3 separate regions of the Anas platyrhynchos genome follow, and all the other regions are linked to region 2. The links are chromatin contacts, called in public Hi-C maps. All regions are on one chromosome and are shown on one strand. The core of a region is the stretch at or near the end of the contact, and the rest is flanking DNA. Distances in the headings are between cores, read along the strand shown.

What was found. Hi-C and Micro-C count contacts between places; a contact is called where the count stands out from the background.
Region 1: a Hi-C map of liver shows a contact between it and region 2, with 2.0 times the contacts expected there. The contact joins two enhancer-like sites. A contact is called at or near these places in 2 of 8 Hi-C or Micro-C datasets (liver and skeletal muscle).
Region 3: a Hi-C map of small yellow follicle shows a contact between it and region 2, with 4 times the contacts expected there. The contact joins two enhancer-like sites. A contact is called at or near these places in 2 of 8 Hi-C or Micro-C datasets (F5 follicle and small yellow follicle).

The regions. Positions count from the first base shown.
Region 1 is chr3:114,817,746-114,822,350 of IASCAAS_PekinDuck_T2T, forward strand. No RefSeq gene overlaps it. Among named protein-coding and RNA genes, the nearest start is that of CDC5L, 210 kb to the left of the region's middle. Within about 2 kb of position 1,281, at least 1 of the 8 cell types and tissues checked has an H3K27ac peak or open chromatin away from gene starts, as enhancers often do.
Region 2 is chr3:114,941,378-114,945,864 of IASCAAS_PekinDuck_T2T, forward strand. All of the region lies in intron 3 of SUPT3H (SPT3 homolog, SAGA and STAGA complex component), which reads right to left. Among named protein-coding and RNA genes, the nearest start is that of RUNX2, 120 kb to the right of the region's middle. Within about 2 kb of position 3,169, at least 5 of the 8 cell types and tissues checked have an H3K27ac peak or open chromatin away from gene starts, as enhancers often do. A contact at or near this core is called in F5 follicle and small yellow follicle, where this site is marked.
Region 3 is chr3:114,854,622-114,858,585 of IASCAAS_PekinDuck_T2T, forward strand. All of the region lies in intron 11 of SUPT3H (SPT3 homolog, SAGA and STAGA complex component), which reads right to left. Among named protein-coding and RNA genes, the nearest start is that of RUNX2, 210 kb to the right of the region's middle. Within about 2 kb of position 1,565, at least 5 of the 8 cell types and tissues checked have an H3K27ac peak or open chromatin away from gene starts, as enhancers often do. A contact at or near this core is called in F5 follicle and small yellow follicle, where this site is marked.

The DNA.
Region 1 (4,605 bases), core at 31-2,530, 130 kb before region 2:
AAAATAAATTGAACTTCACTGTAAGGGCTATTCATTCAATTTCACCTGCTGAACTAAGTCAGGGAAAATATCTGATTATCAGGGTGACGATAACACCTATTTCATGCTGCAAATTAGAACAGCAAAGAATGAAACTGTTCCTTACTGGCATTCACCAGCTGGTCACAGGACCAGGAGTAGGGGTGTGAACACACTACCTGGTAAACCTGGGAATTTGGAGGTTTTTTTTACTCAATTCTTGCTTGTGATGCCAACTGCCTATCTAGCTGCGGGTCAGGGTGCCCCTCACCAGGACTCTGGTGCCATCATGCTTCTGCCACCCGGTTCACCAACAGGTCAAATAATCCCCTCATTTAACTGATCCTTTCTCTGCTCTTGTGTAGGCAGAGTGTAGACTTTTGATAGCCATTTGAACTCTTGCCGTGGGATCTCTGTGACAGGTAACAAGGTTTATAGTGAAGGAAAAAGCAATAGATTCATCACCAGCACTTGCAGGCTTCTGACACTGTCTCATATTCACTTTCCTAATCAGGTGAGGGAAACATGGGTCTAGATAAAACTGCTGGAGGCGGGGGACAAGGATTTAGATATATGTGCCCAGAGAACAGTTATCAATGGTTCATTGTCAAAACAGGAAGAGGTGCTGGAAATCCAGAAAACACGACTTGGGAGGACAGATTGATCAAGTTACATTTATTAGCCAAAAGAGAGAGTCTTGATGGGATAACAGCCCCTGAGCACAGAAAAGACTGTTACAAAGTGCACTGGTATGATCTGTCCTCACTGGTATGACAAGAGGTGTGTTTACTTTGCTACAAATAAAAATTCAAACCAGATAAGAAAAAAATTTATGAGGGTCAAGAACATCACTAGATTGAAGACAGGGAAATCTGCGTCCTTGGGGGTCTTTAAACACAGGCTGGATAAACTCCTGCTACGAAAAACAGGTCTAATGGGCCCTGATTAAGGTGGGAAACCGCAATAAGCTTTCTGTGTGCATTTGAATGATGTTCTGAAGCTTGACGTGCTCCAGGCTGGGCTTTGGGCATCCAAATCTCATGGTTATAGGCTGTTGGAAGCTCACTGCACCATACATAACATGCAGAGATACCCCTGCCTCAAGATGCCTAAAAACCTCTGAACTGCTATAGGCAAGACTGGGGCAAGATTGTGGTTGTGCAATGGAAAAACATGGGCAGATGAAAAAAATATAGCAGTTAAGCCAAGTGTACAAGATTGAGTCATATGAAGCCCTGAGTCTTTTCATTATGCTTTCCCCAAGGCCACCTCAAACCTGCTTTTGAGCAAGGAATTATATCAGAACTGTGTGGGCAACAGGTATGAATTCAGCCCTTTGCATACACACAAACAAAACATGCCACTGAGACTGAGCCTGGTGCTCAGTCAAATGTGCGACCTGGGCTCCTGTGTCTTGCACTGGGATAGAGCAATTAGGAGAAGTATGAGCCCTGAGTGCTCATCCCAACTGGGATCAGCATTTGTGCTTGCCAGGATATGTGCTGCTTTGGGATAAACCCAGGGGAACCCAGTAAGGACTCACCCAGTCTGTCATTTACTATAGTGTTCAACAGATTTTGGCCCAGATCCTAGCCCTTTTGGAGTTGTGTAGTCCACTAAATAGCGATTTCACTACAAAACAGCACTATCAGTTACTGGATCCATACATCACAAAATGGGTGGAATTCACTCCAAAATAAAAATGCAGTCTATAAAATAGATTTAAGTACAAAATACACCCTAAAATGTACTTTCTCCAGTCTCTGCTCCAGTGACTGTATGGTAGTAGCAGACATGTTTGGGGAAGGTGCTTTGCAGGGATTAACGGCCAGGTGGGGGTTAATGGGCCACAGCTGCACTACGATCCCCAGCTCCACCCCAAATTAATGATCTTCTGAGGACATATCCTTAAATTAGAGGAAATGACAGGTTTAAATTGGCATGTGCCACACACAGAGCAGTGGCAAGCCCCACAGTTAGTATAATTTTTAATATGGCCATAGAAAACACCTTTTTATACTAATAGAATAAATCATGTTCTCAACACCTGGAGTTTACACTAGCCAATCTGTAATAACGTATTAATGCATAGCAGTTGCACATCCTGTTACAGAGCAGCCATAAAATGGCGAGGGACCCAAGGGTAAGGGTATTAGCTCTAGCTAGCAAGACTCACTGGAGGTTGTAGATCACCACTCTCCAGCAGCACAGCTAAATGCCTTCAGTATCAGACAACAGAGTTGCTTATTTCCCTTCCTCTTGGTCCATGAGCTTTTGTTTTTCTTCTTTCCTGATCATGTAAGACCTCAATTCAGGAAAATGCTCCTATTTACAGTCTTCCTTTGAGCTCTAACAGCACTGAAATCATGGCTGATTAAACCAAGTATCGGGCCAGCCTCATGTTGGATGGGTGACAGAGGCTGCCCCGTCCCTCAGGGGCACAATGTGTTTCTGGTCCTTGTTGGTGCACTCAGGGTGACAGGGCAGCATGTGCTTGTACCTACAGCTAAGGGTGAATCTGAGTGGGGTTCAAGGAGAAATGGGTCCTTGTAATACCTTGTTCAGAAAAATGGATTACTTTCTTCCTCTTGAAGGTATAGTTTCAAGCTGCCAATGGTCTCAGGCAGTGCTCAGTAAGTTGATTGTATGCAGGTCCCATTTCTAAGCTTTGCCCTGAAAGCAGGAGAGCTGCTTTCTTCCTTTCTTACCTGGAAACCTGAAGGTCTGATTTCAGCCATGAAGCTAGTGATTTTAATGGTGAGGCTGGTTGCTGTACATTTGCAAATAAGCATCAGTTGAGAAAACTCAAATCCTGTTTTACATAAGGTACATTTATTGTTCAGCAGCAAGTCACAGTTATGGAGAAATGAAATCGGAGCCTGTTTTGACAACCATGGAGGTTTTACGTGAGACCACACTTTTTTTTTTTTTTCTTTCAGTTGTGTATAATATAAGAATTGTGTCCAAACTGCAGAGGGAACTCTGAGCCAGTAGCTACTTTTATCAGGACTCAGTGTCTTCCCGAGGCACTGGAATAGTTGGGGTTTCCAAATCAGAAGAAATAAACATGGCACTTGATGAAGCAGCTGCTTGGCTGCATTCATCCCCATCTGTGCAAGAATGACAACAGGTTTTGCAAAGCTGTGTGAGACTCAGGCACAGTCAGCTTTTCAGTACCAGAGCTCTTGCAGCTTCCACAATGACATCTTTTCATTTGACTTTTGGGGTCAATGGGCTTGTCATTATTATCATTATTATTTTAGAAAGACTGGGTTCGCAGATTTAGTGAATTAAGGCTCTGAGAAGTCTGGATTGGAGCCCCTGTCTCCAGAAGCCAATTTCAGTACCTTCACCTTCAGTAAGAGCTATTAATGGGGAGAAAAACTAATTCTATGTTCTTAAAAAATAATTAAAAAATCATGTGATATGCCAAATATTATACGATGTAAAATCAATATAATACCAAACGGGGCAGCAGGCAGCTAGGAAAAAAAAATCCCTTGTTTCTGGACTTGGAGTGATATCACCAATGATGCTTTTTACATGGAAGTAAACAGGAAAAGCTGAGTTGGCTGAAAGTCTGTAAGAAACAGGGCGGGAGAAGTCCGTGTTTACTAAATGAAAAGGCCAGACAAAGGCAGTACAGAACTGAATGTTATTTTCAACATTCCCAAATGGGGATGAGACAGGAGAGAGAGTAAAGACACAACAACACTTAAAAACGACTCTCAAAAAATACTTATTACGGTTTCTTTCTCAATGGCTTTAGACTGGTTCCCTGTCTGCACAAGGCAAGAAGAGAAAGCACAACTGGGTCATGGGCATTGCTGCAGTTCAGAGCTTTGATAGTTTATTATTATTTTTTTTTTTCTTCTCTCTGCACCAAACCTTGATCCATCCTGAGAGCGGTCTGATACATTTGTTAGACATTGGAACAGGCTGCCCAGGGAAGTGGTGGAGTCACCATCCCTGGAAGTCTTTAAAAGACGTTTAGATGTAGAGCTTAGGGATATGGTTTAGTGGGGACTGTTTGTGTTAGGTTAGAGGTTGGACGTGATGATCTTGAGGTCTCTTCCAACCTAGAAATTCTGTGATTCTGTGATCTCTGAAGATAAACTTCTGAAGACCTATACTTACATGTAGTTTGCACAACATGATACCTTGAGTACTCCTGAAACCTGTTAGGATTACACTCTTAATAGATATATACCTCATCAATGAATTTGGATGAAACACTCAGTCCAGAGCTACATAAAGAGACAAATTTGTTGGTTATCACGGACTCAGTTCTGCAACGCAGATCAAGATGAAGCCATTGATAACACAATGGTCAGTGGAGCATGAGCATCAGGGTCCTTTCCAATATTCATGAAAAACTTAATATACAAAAACAAGTCAGTCTAGTGCTTCTGAGCAGAACTTGTGCCTCTTACATTCCTATAACCTATTTGACCAGAGTTTTCATGCATCGCTTTATCTGCTATCTGTCAAATCAAAACAGAGAGTACAAAATACACTTGGTCACTGTAGCTTCTTATGCAGAAGTGTTGTCCCAAACAGCACAGAACCAGGTGCCTCTTCCCAAAT
Region 2 (4,487 bases), core at 1,919-4,418:
GGATGTCTGTCTGCAGGCTTGGCGCTCTTCCTTTAAAACACTTGAGATAAAGTGCAGCAGAAATGGCTCACTACTTTACTGGAATTAAGAAAAAAAAAAAGTGTTTATGGTAAATGTTTAAAACTGATCATTTTTAAGAATGATAAACATCTTTATTCTGCAGAATAAAATGTTGCTCTCATAAGAAGTGTTTTGCAATACCTGAGAAAAATCTGCCACCAGATGTGGTTGATTGGCCTTATGAAAAACTGTATTTGCACATGCCAGTGGATAATTGTTTGGAATTCAGAAGCGAAGTCTACAAAGTTTCCATCTAGGCTGGAAATCAAACAGAATTTCCCCTACAGTTTCTCCTAAAAGCTTTCCCTAGCAGCTGTATGTAACATGGGGCACATGAAATGAGAAGGGAAATAATTTTTTTTTCCTATGTTCTCAATGCCTCCCTTTCTGCCCCCCAGAGCAGCCATCTGAGTGGAATATATGAAAAGTGTGGTGGGAGAGACATATTAGGTGTCCCCTCCTGCCTGGATGTTTAATCGTAAAATATATATAATTTTTATTTATAGTTTAAGATGTAGAAAGCGTCCTCTCTGCAGACTTAGAAACGCAGCTCAGAGGCATTGGGTAATCTGTGAGCATCAATGCAATCGATAAATAACAAAGCCCAAAACTCAGGAAATTGATTCTTTCTCCATACGTACAAGACACAGCATTGTCTCATCAGCAGTGAAACAAAAATCAGAACATCTTTCCCTGTGATTTGTCATCCTATCCCGAGTATCCTGAGGGATTATCAGAACAGACAGCAGAAGACCAAGGACAGAATTGTTCAAGATCTCAGCTATTTAATGGAAGGAAAAAAGATGGTCAGTTGACAAGGGAAAAGAACCAGCTATTGTTCTCATGATGAAAGATGCACTTCAATAGGCAGGCAAGTTGTCTCCACCCTCCCATTATAGTTCAAATAGTTTTGTTGGTGGCTGTTTTATGAGAATTCAATTGTTACAGAGATATCTATCTTCTAAGGACAAATAAAGTGGTAAACCCTTACCTTAAGAATTTTAAATCTGAGAATTGTATCTCTTAACAGAGCATTCTGAGATAAGAACAATGTCTTTGCATCAGCTGACACTCCGTTAAGCACCTTGAGGGATCAGACTGTCCATGAAGCCAGAAGTAATGAATAGGCATACTGGGAAGGAGGGAGATCGTAACAGGAAAGTTCACAAAGGAGGAAAAAAAGTTACAAAAAACAAGCTATAGTGGTGTAGAAACATGGCATACGTGTGATATCTTTAGCCTCTCGGCACCTGCAAAGATTAGATTTTTAATTAAAATTATTCATTTTAATTAGCAGCTGTGATTTATGTGTGGTTTTCTTTGAAAAACACACTGAGCAATGACTCTAGATTATTCAGTCCGATTTATCTGTGATATATCTAGCTCACACTTCAGGAAGAAACAAATAAAAATGCCCTGTGAAGTAAGAAATAAGATAACCCCTTCACAGGTCAAGAATTACATGAAAGTCGTGTACATAAATAAAGCATTAGTATTTTAATATAATTTTCAGTGTGACAGTGAGCAGTAATCTTAGAACCATCATGGACATATCCTAATACAGTTTAAAAAGATGTGATTAACAACATTTTTGCTTAATCTCAAATTAATTCAGCTTTTAACAAGTTTGTAACCATGGCATCTTTAAAAAAAGGCATCCATTGACCCAAGCTGTTAAATTCAGAGTTATAATCCAAAACCAATTGTGCCTTAGCCAGCTTTCTATCAGCTGAGTCTTTTGTTTGGCAAAGACTCAAGTCAAAATGAAGGGAATTCATTGGGGTGATAATTTGCTGCATGCGCACCTATAGGGTTGTTAAAATAAAGGTGCTGTGCCATATGCAGGTGTTCCAACATTCTTAAACAGTTCTTCCAGTATCCCCAATGCACTTGCAATTACAAAGTAAGCAAACTTGGTAACAGCAATTCTTCATTTAGCATTTAGCTTGGAGCCCCGTCTGGCAAACACCACAGATTCCTGGTTTAAAGCACATCCCTTCTGTTCAAATGATGATGATGTACTATAAGTAGTTGCATTAAGGTCTCGGTCAAGTAAATTACTCCGGCTTCAAACTGTCAAGTAAACTTTGCAGCTTTGCACTTCATATAGTGCAGTTTGTGATAAAGACACTGGAGCCTCAGGCTGCTGGTTTTGGCCATAAAATCTCCAATTGAAGCAATCATCCAGCTCACTGTGTGATGGGGGAGTATCTTTTACACAGCAGAGACACACAGTTGGTGAACTGATACAGTTCCAAACCTACTGAAAATTTCTTTTCCCAACCTAGCCCCCAAATCCTTCCCCCTAAACCTTCACAGGACAGGAGTCTGGGACAGTTTCAGCTCTAAGGTGCAATAACTATCTGATTACAACTTTGCCCTTTGTATTTTTAAAAGAATTATCTCCTCACATTCCTGTTAGTGCTTCGATAATCTTCCAAAATTATGAGATCACAGTGAGTGTATTCTGTGCCAGTGTGCATGTCAGTGTGTAGTCACCTGCAAACATCAAGCTGGACTTGCCCCTGAGCAGGATAAGAGCTTTGGGTACCACTCATCGAAGCAGCCATAAATCAGGGCTGGATATCAGCAAGACAAGAGGGTCTGCGAGTGGGATGCTACAGGGAGCAGGAGATCCAGGCCAGCTGCTGGAGAGACTGCCTGGTCGCCACTGGTCTCAGGGTGGCTGAGGCACAGGAGATCCTGTGACCAGTTACTGGTGGCATGAGGGTGTAAGCCAAGCTGCTGGAGGGATCCATTGTGGTTTTATATATCCATACACACATGTACTTACACATGTATCTATGTGCTCATATCTATGGATTTTCCACTGCCACCTTCACTCTGATCCTGGTTGGACCTGGGGATGTGCAGCTGCAGCAGCCTCACTTCTACCCAGCTACCAGACTGGGCAACGCCAAACACCTCAGTAACACAGGCAAAAATATTCAGCTCCCAGTGAGCAAAAGAAATGATCTTAAGACATTTTGTCTTAAGATAGAGTTACGGAAAAGCATTATTTGTTCTCAGCCATCTAATGTGCTACATTATCAGTGCTGAAACATACATTCCCAACAGCACAGCAAGATAAACTCCGTAAATCTCACTGCCATGGTACAGCATGTCTTTTTAATTTTCCAATGATAAAACTGCTCATTGCCTTTTCAGCACACAGATAAGATACCAGACACTTCTCTGTAGGGATAAGGCCACTAATTGATGAAATGGCAACTGTTAATGTTATATTGTTCTAAAAAAATGGTTTTGTGCTGGTCCAGTCTCGTTGAATAAAAATAACTGTATGTACATACCACATTTTTCACTCCACTTGCATTTTTTATGAACTTTGGTAAAAACATCATAAAACCGAGTACTCAAGCTGGATGAAACTGCTTCGGGTAGGAGTCTGCATATTAGAGATGAGAACTGCCCTTGGCCATTCAGCCTGCGTGGTATTTACGAGCAACACTTCATTTTCACAATCTCAGAACACTTACAATAAACAATAATGATAATCATTTTCAAAACACTTGCTGAATTTCAAAATATTTTCCCAGAGAATAATGTTTGCTGCTCTCTGTTTTGATACGTGCTTTTGAGTCAGTATGTTGTATCAAACTTGGAAAGGTAAGAGGTTTTTGCTCATGACATTGAACAGTAAATCTGGAGCATTAGCCTCTTAGATCTTGAAATAATATTTACTATTGTAATACACATGGTTTTATAAGCTATTTTAGAAAGTAATTTAGAATATGAAGGAAAGTATATAACCTTTTTTTTTTTTTCAGCTCAGCTGTGAAATTACAATTGCATTCTCACTCTAACTACATAAATAACACCTTTCTCTGTCAGTTCTGGGATGCACAAATCCTTCCTCTCCATAAAATTTACCAACCTAATAAATACTGACCTAGAATCAGCAATTTTGGTATTTACTAGGGACTCTAACTGAATTCATAAATCAACATAATACCTAAGTGGGCAGTACTACAATCATTTTATATATTCTGTATAACTATTTCACATAATATTATTTAATGGTCAGAAACGTTACACATTTAGCTGGCAAGCCTCTCCTTTAGCATTTAATAAATGCCACACTTTTACATAAGAAATTGTATTTCAATCTAATGTTTATATTTTGACTGCACCTAAAATGTGCTTATTGTAGAATACTGCATCAATAAATGAACAATTATTTCTCAGTGGCATGTAAAATACGTAGTGATGTCAGCAGCATTAAATTCTAGTGCCAAGTAGGGAAACAGTTAAATGTAGTTTAACTATAAAATTAATATTATACTAATTTTAATAAAAGGAAAAGATTTACCTTATTATTTTTAGTTCAGACATGCAGTCATGTGCAAGGTAATTCAATACCCACTGTATAAAATATGAACTATGAAAATGTTTTACAGATGTTTTTA
Region 3 (3,964 bases), core at 315-2,814, 88 kb before region 2:
GCCTGTGATTCAAGAGTATTTTTTATTTTAATATCTAGAAATGAACTTTTGTACTTGCTAAAAAATCCCAACATCGAAACATAAGTACATTTATCTTTTAACTATTTTTCCAGCCCTTTTCCAAAAATCTGCTGGTTATTAAAACATTGCTGTGTAAATAAAAAAAAGGTTCAGCTTTATAACTTGCCTTCTCTTTTCCCTGCTTACTCACACAATGTGATCATTGTTTGCTAGATTAAGCTCATTCTTGTGGCACCAGACTTTGATGTCACACACCAGGCATTATGACTTCATTAGATGTACACAGAACACAGGAGGACTGTGCGAAAATGTTACCAGTCCACACAGCTATCCAGTGCTTGAACCAAAACCCAACAGAAGCTTTGGAGCAGGTCTCTGACTATCAGGGACATATAGCAAACATATTGAGCACACTGAGGAATGCCAAAACAGCAGTTACAGCTATACTGTGTTTCCTCAGGGGATCTCAAAGCAAGGCTTGATATCAATCCTCCCCACTAATGGCATTAAAGAACATAAAAGAAATTCTTGTCTTGTGGGATTTGTTTGTATCCTCCTTGCTCACAGCATCCTGTTGACAGCATCATCACCAATGTCTGCAGTTTACACAATCCTGAGCTAAGCATTAGTGATAGCTGCAGCATGCAATAAGACAAGGCAACCTTATGTAAGGCTGGGCCCTACAGAGGCTATCATCTTCTTATTATTCTTACTATTATAAATATGCATCCTATAAAATGATGCATCAGATACTGCATGCTGCTGAAGGCGGTCTAACATGACAGAGCTGTGCAGTTCTTGAAGAGGACAGCATCATCAGCACTTTAATTAATACTCAAGAGTGAATTAATTTCAAACCACAATTGAGCACACACGGATGCTGCGTGGAAGGGACCTTTTTCCCAGATCAAACAGCATGTGGTTTGATCTGTGAAGACCCAGTGTTTAGCTGCTCTGCAGGCCAGAGTTTAAGATTTCAGCTTTCAGAGCAGCCCATAACGCTAAGGACTTGACCTTAAGCTAAAGCAGTGGCAGGGAATATTCCCAGACACTAGAAATCCCCTTTACACTTGAATTGTCAGACTAGCCCCAGAAACGTTTTTGGCCCAGGCCAAACACTGTGCCCCAAGGCCAGGTCACAGCTCAGGGATACACCAGGCCAGAAACCTTTCACAATAGGTGGTTTAGAGACATTTTGGAGGAAAATAAAATGGGATAATATGGACTTGGGCCACTCCGTGCTTGTTAGCCTCAGTGTCAGAGAGCACAGACACAGTTAATCTACAGGTACAGACATAGCTTCATGCAGTCAACTCCCTAGGCTCCTCCGAAAACCTCAGCCCAGATAGCTGGAAAAGTGTCCTAATTGAGTATTTAATAATTGCAGCACAAGCGAGCATACTTTCTAACTTGAAAGCTATTATTTTAATATCCACATGAGAAATAAGCTCTGTTGAGGAAGCAGAATATGAGGCAAAACAGGTATCTGTGTTGCCATTCAGGCTGTGTTTATGTGCTGATAAGCTCTTGTTCCACTGAGGAGGAGAAAAAAGCCTTCACTTTCAGCAAACCCAACTGTTTTATCTGACACAGCCTCCCAGAAAAGCAGTGTCCTTGTGCATTAGAATGGGCAGTCTGCCATTTTTAGCTAAATTGCCCACAAGGAAGAAGACATAATATTACAGTTAATATCTGAAAACACTGTAATTTGCTTTTTGCTTGTGATTCTATCTGACAAAAACAAGTAGGCTGGGAAAAGGCAACAATGTAAGGTGTGCATGGCTGCCCTCATCTTAACCCTTTCTTGTTGGAAATACTTTGCTTTATTCAGCAAGCTATTGTAGGGCTGATAAAGACAGGATCAATAAAAGCATTAGGCTGAGAAATCTGCTCAGGATGAGAGAGCATAGCCCAGGACCACAGGGTTTAGAGAGTGGAGGAAAAGCAAAAAAAGGCAGAGAGAAGGTAAGGTAAATAGGCATATTTTGTTTAGTCTCTCATGTAAAAGAAGACAACAAAATGATGACAATCCTATGACTGAGCTTAACACTGACATTTACATGAACACTTAGGTCAGGTATAGATCCACTATAGGAAATTCTCTTCCTGTGAAGTGTAACTTTGGGAAATTAAGCAGTGATCATGCTAGAGCTTTAGTTATTATATCTTTTTGCTTCAATTTCTCTGCTCAGTCTTGAACACTGTGACATCCTCAACACCTCATTGCTACAATTATATCCCACACTTGAATGCCTGGAAACATACGGGATTCTTCAGGGATCCCACACAGAGCCCAAACAAGCCAGATATGGCAGAATCACGAAAGAAGCAGCCAAAGAGAAGGGAAAACAGTGAAAGGTCAAAGATTATGATGAGATCATTAAAGAGCAGAGCAAATGACAAACCACAACTAGCAAGGACTTTCTGGAGTGGTTCTGGATAGGCAGGGAAATTCTCACTTTAGCTTGTGGAAAGCATACTGAACACTTTCATATTTAATTTTTTTTTTTTTTTTTAAATGCACATCACATTACCTGGTTAAATTGTATACTTTGGGTGTATGTGTAACACAGCTTAAACTGTAATTTGCAACAGGCAGTGCATTTCTGGACGATTATAACATGTCTCTGGTAGTGTTTTAAGGCATGAAGCCAAAAGGTTGGATGACTTAAACTACCCGAGATGTGCAATAATCCCCCGGAAATGCTCTGGATTGTCTTACAGCTATTATACAATGTGAAATTTATATTATGCATATAAATAAGAACAGTTATGTCTGTGTATTTAGTAAGCCTTGTTCATGTCAGTACAGCCCATTAGCAGCAAACCTACATGTTCAATTCTATCAGAAATTCCTTTCAGTTGCACAGCTGCCACCTCTACAGCTCTCAGGCACCTGCACCAAGAGACATAAGGGTGCCTGTACTATGAAACTCATGGGTGCACTCACAGCCTATTTGTGCAGGTTTATTATTTTTATATAGCCATTTGTGTATCCTCAAAAAACTGCTATAGCAGTCATGACTTTATCCTCTCCTCACATTCCCCTTCTTACCCTTTTAGGATCTTCTGCTTCTTTGGTCCTTTTCTCTGAGACCAACAGCAATTCAGCCTTCATCCACTTATCTTCTGTATTATCTTTAGCTAAATGTTGTGCCAGATTGAGCAAATGACATGTACCAACAGCGCTTACATCTGCCTTTGGCCTGATCTTTCATCATCTCTGTCTGATTCTACCTCTCCATCATTGTTCTTGACAGATCCAAGTACAAACTTCTGCATTTTAATCCACTTCACACATCTAAAATGAAACTCACATTCACACAGTGCTTAGTTCAATGAAGTTTCAAATTGAAGTTTCAAATTCCCATGAGGAGCCTTTGGGCATCTTTTTAACAGACATAACAAAAAAATAACAGATATCTCCAACATTATTATAAATTTTCAAATCCATTGGTTACTTGAAATTTCTGAGTGCTATGTTTTCCTGTATTTAGGTATTTGCTTTGTAAGTAAATATCTGTTTGTTTGTAACACTGAATCTGAATGCTATTAAGCATACATGTAAACTGTGTTTTTTTTTTGCTATGTAGTTCTTGACACATAACTTGTTTAAAGGAATAGGATGCAATAACACAGCATAGTGTATCTGCTGCTGTTAAATAAGTTCAAAATAAATTTTAAAATAATTTTAAAAGCTTTAAATATTAATATGTTGTATTTAGAAACATAAAATAGTCCAGCTATGTAGGATTTTCAAATACTTATTATGAACATGAGATAGAAAAAAACAACAGAATCATAAAATCACAGAATCATTTGGGTTGGAACGGACCCTTAAGGATCCTCTAGTTTCAACCCTGCTATGGGCAGGTACACTTCCCACTACATCAGGTTTCCCAAAGCCCCGTTTAGCCTGGTCTTGAACACCTCTGGAGATGGG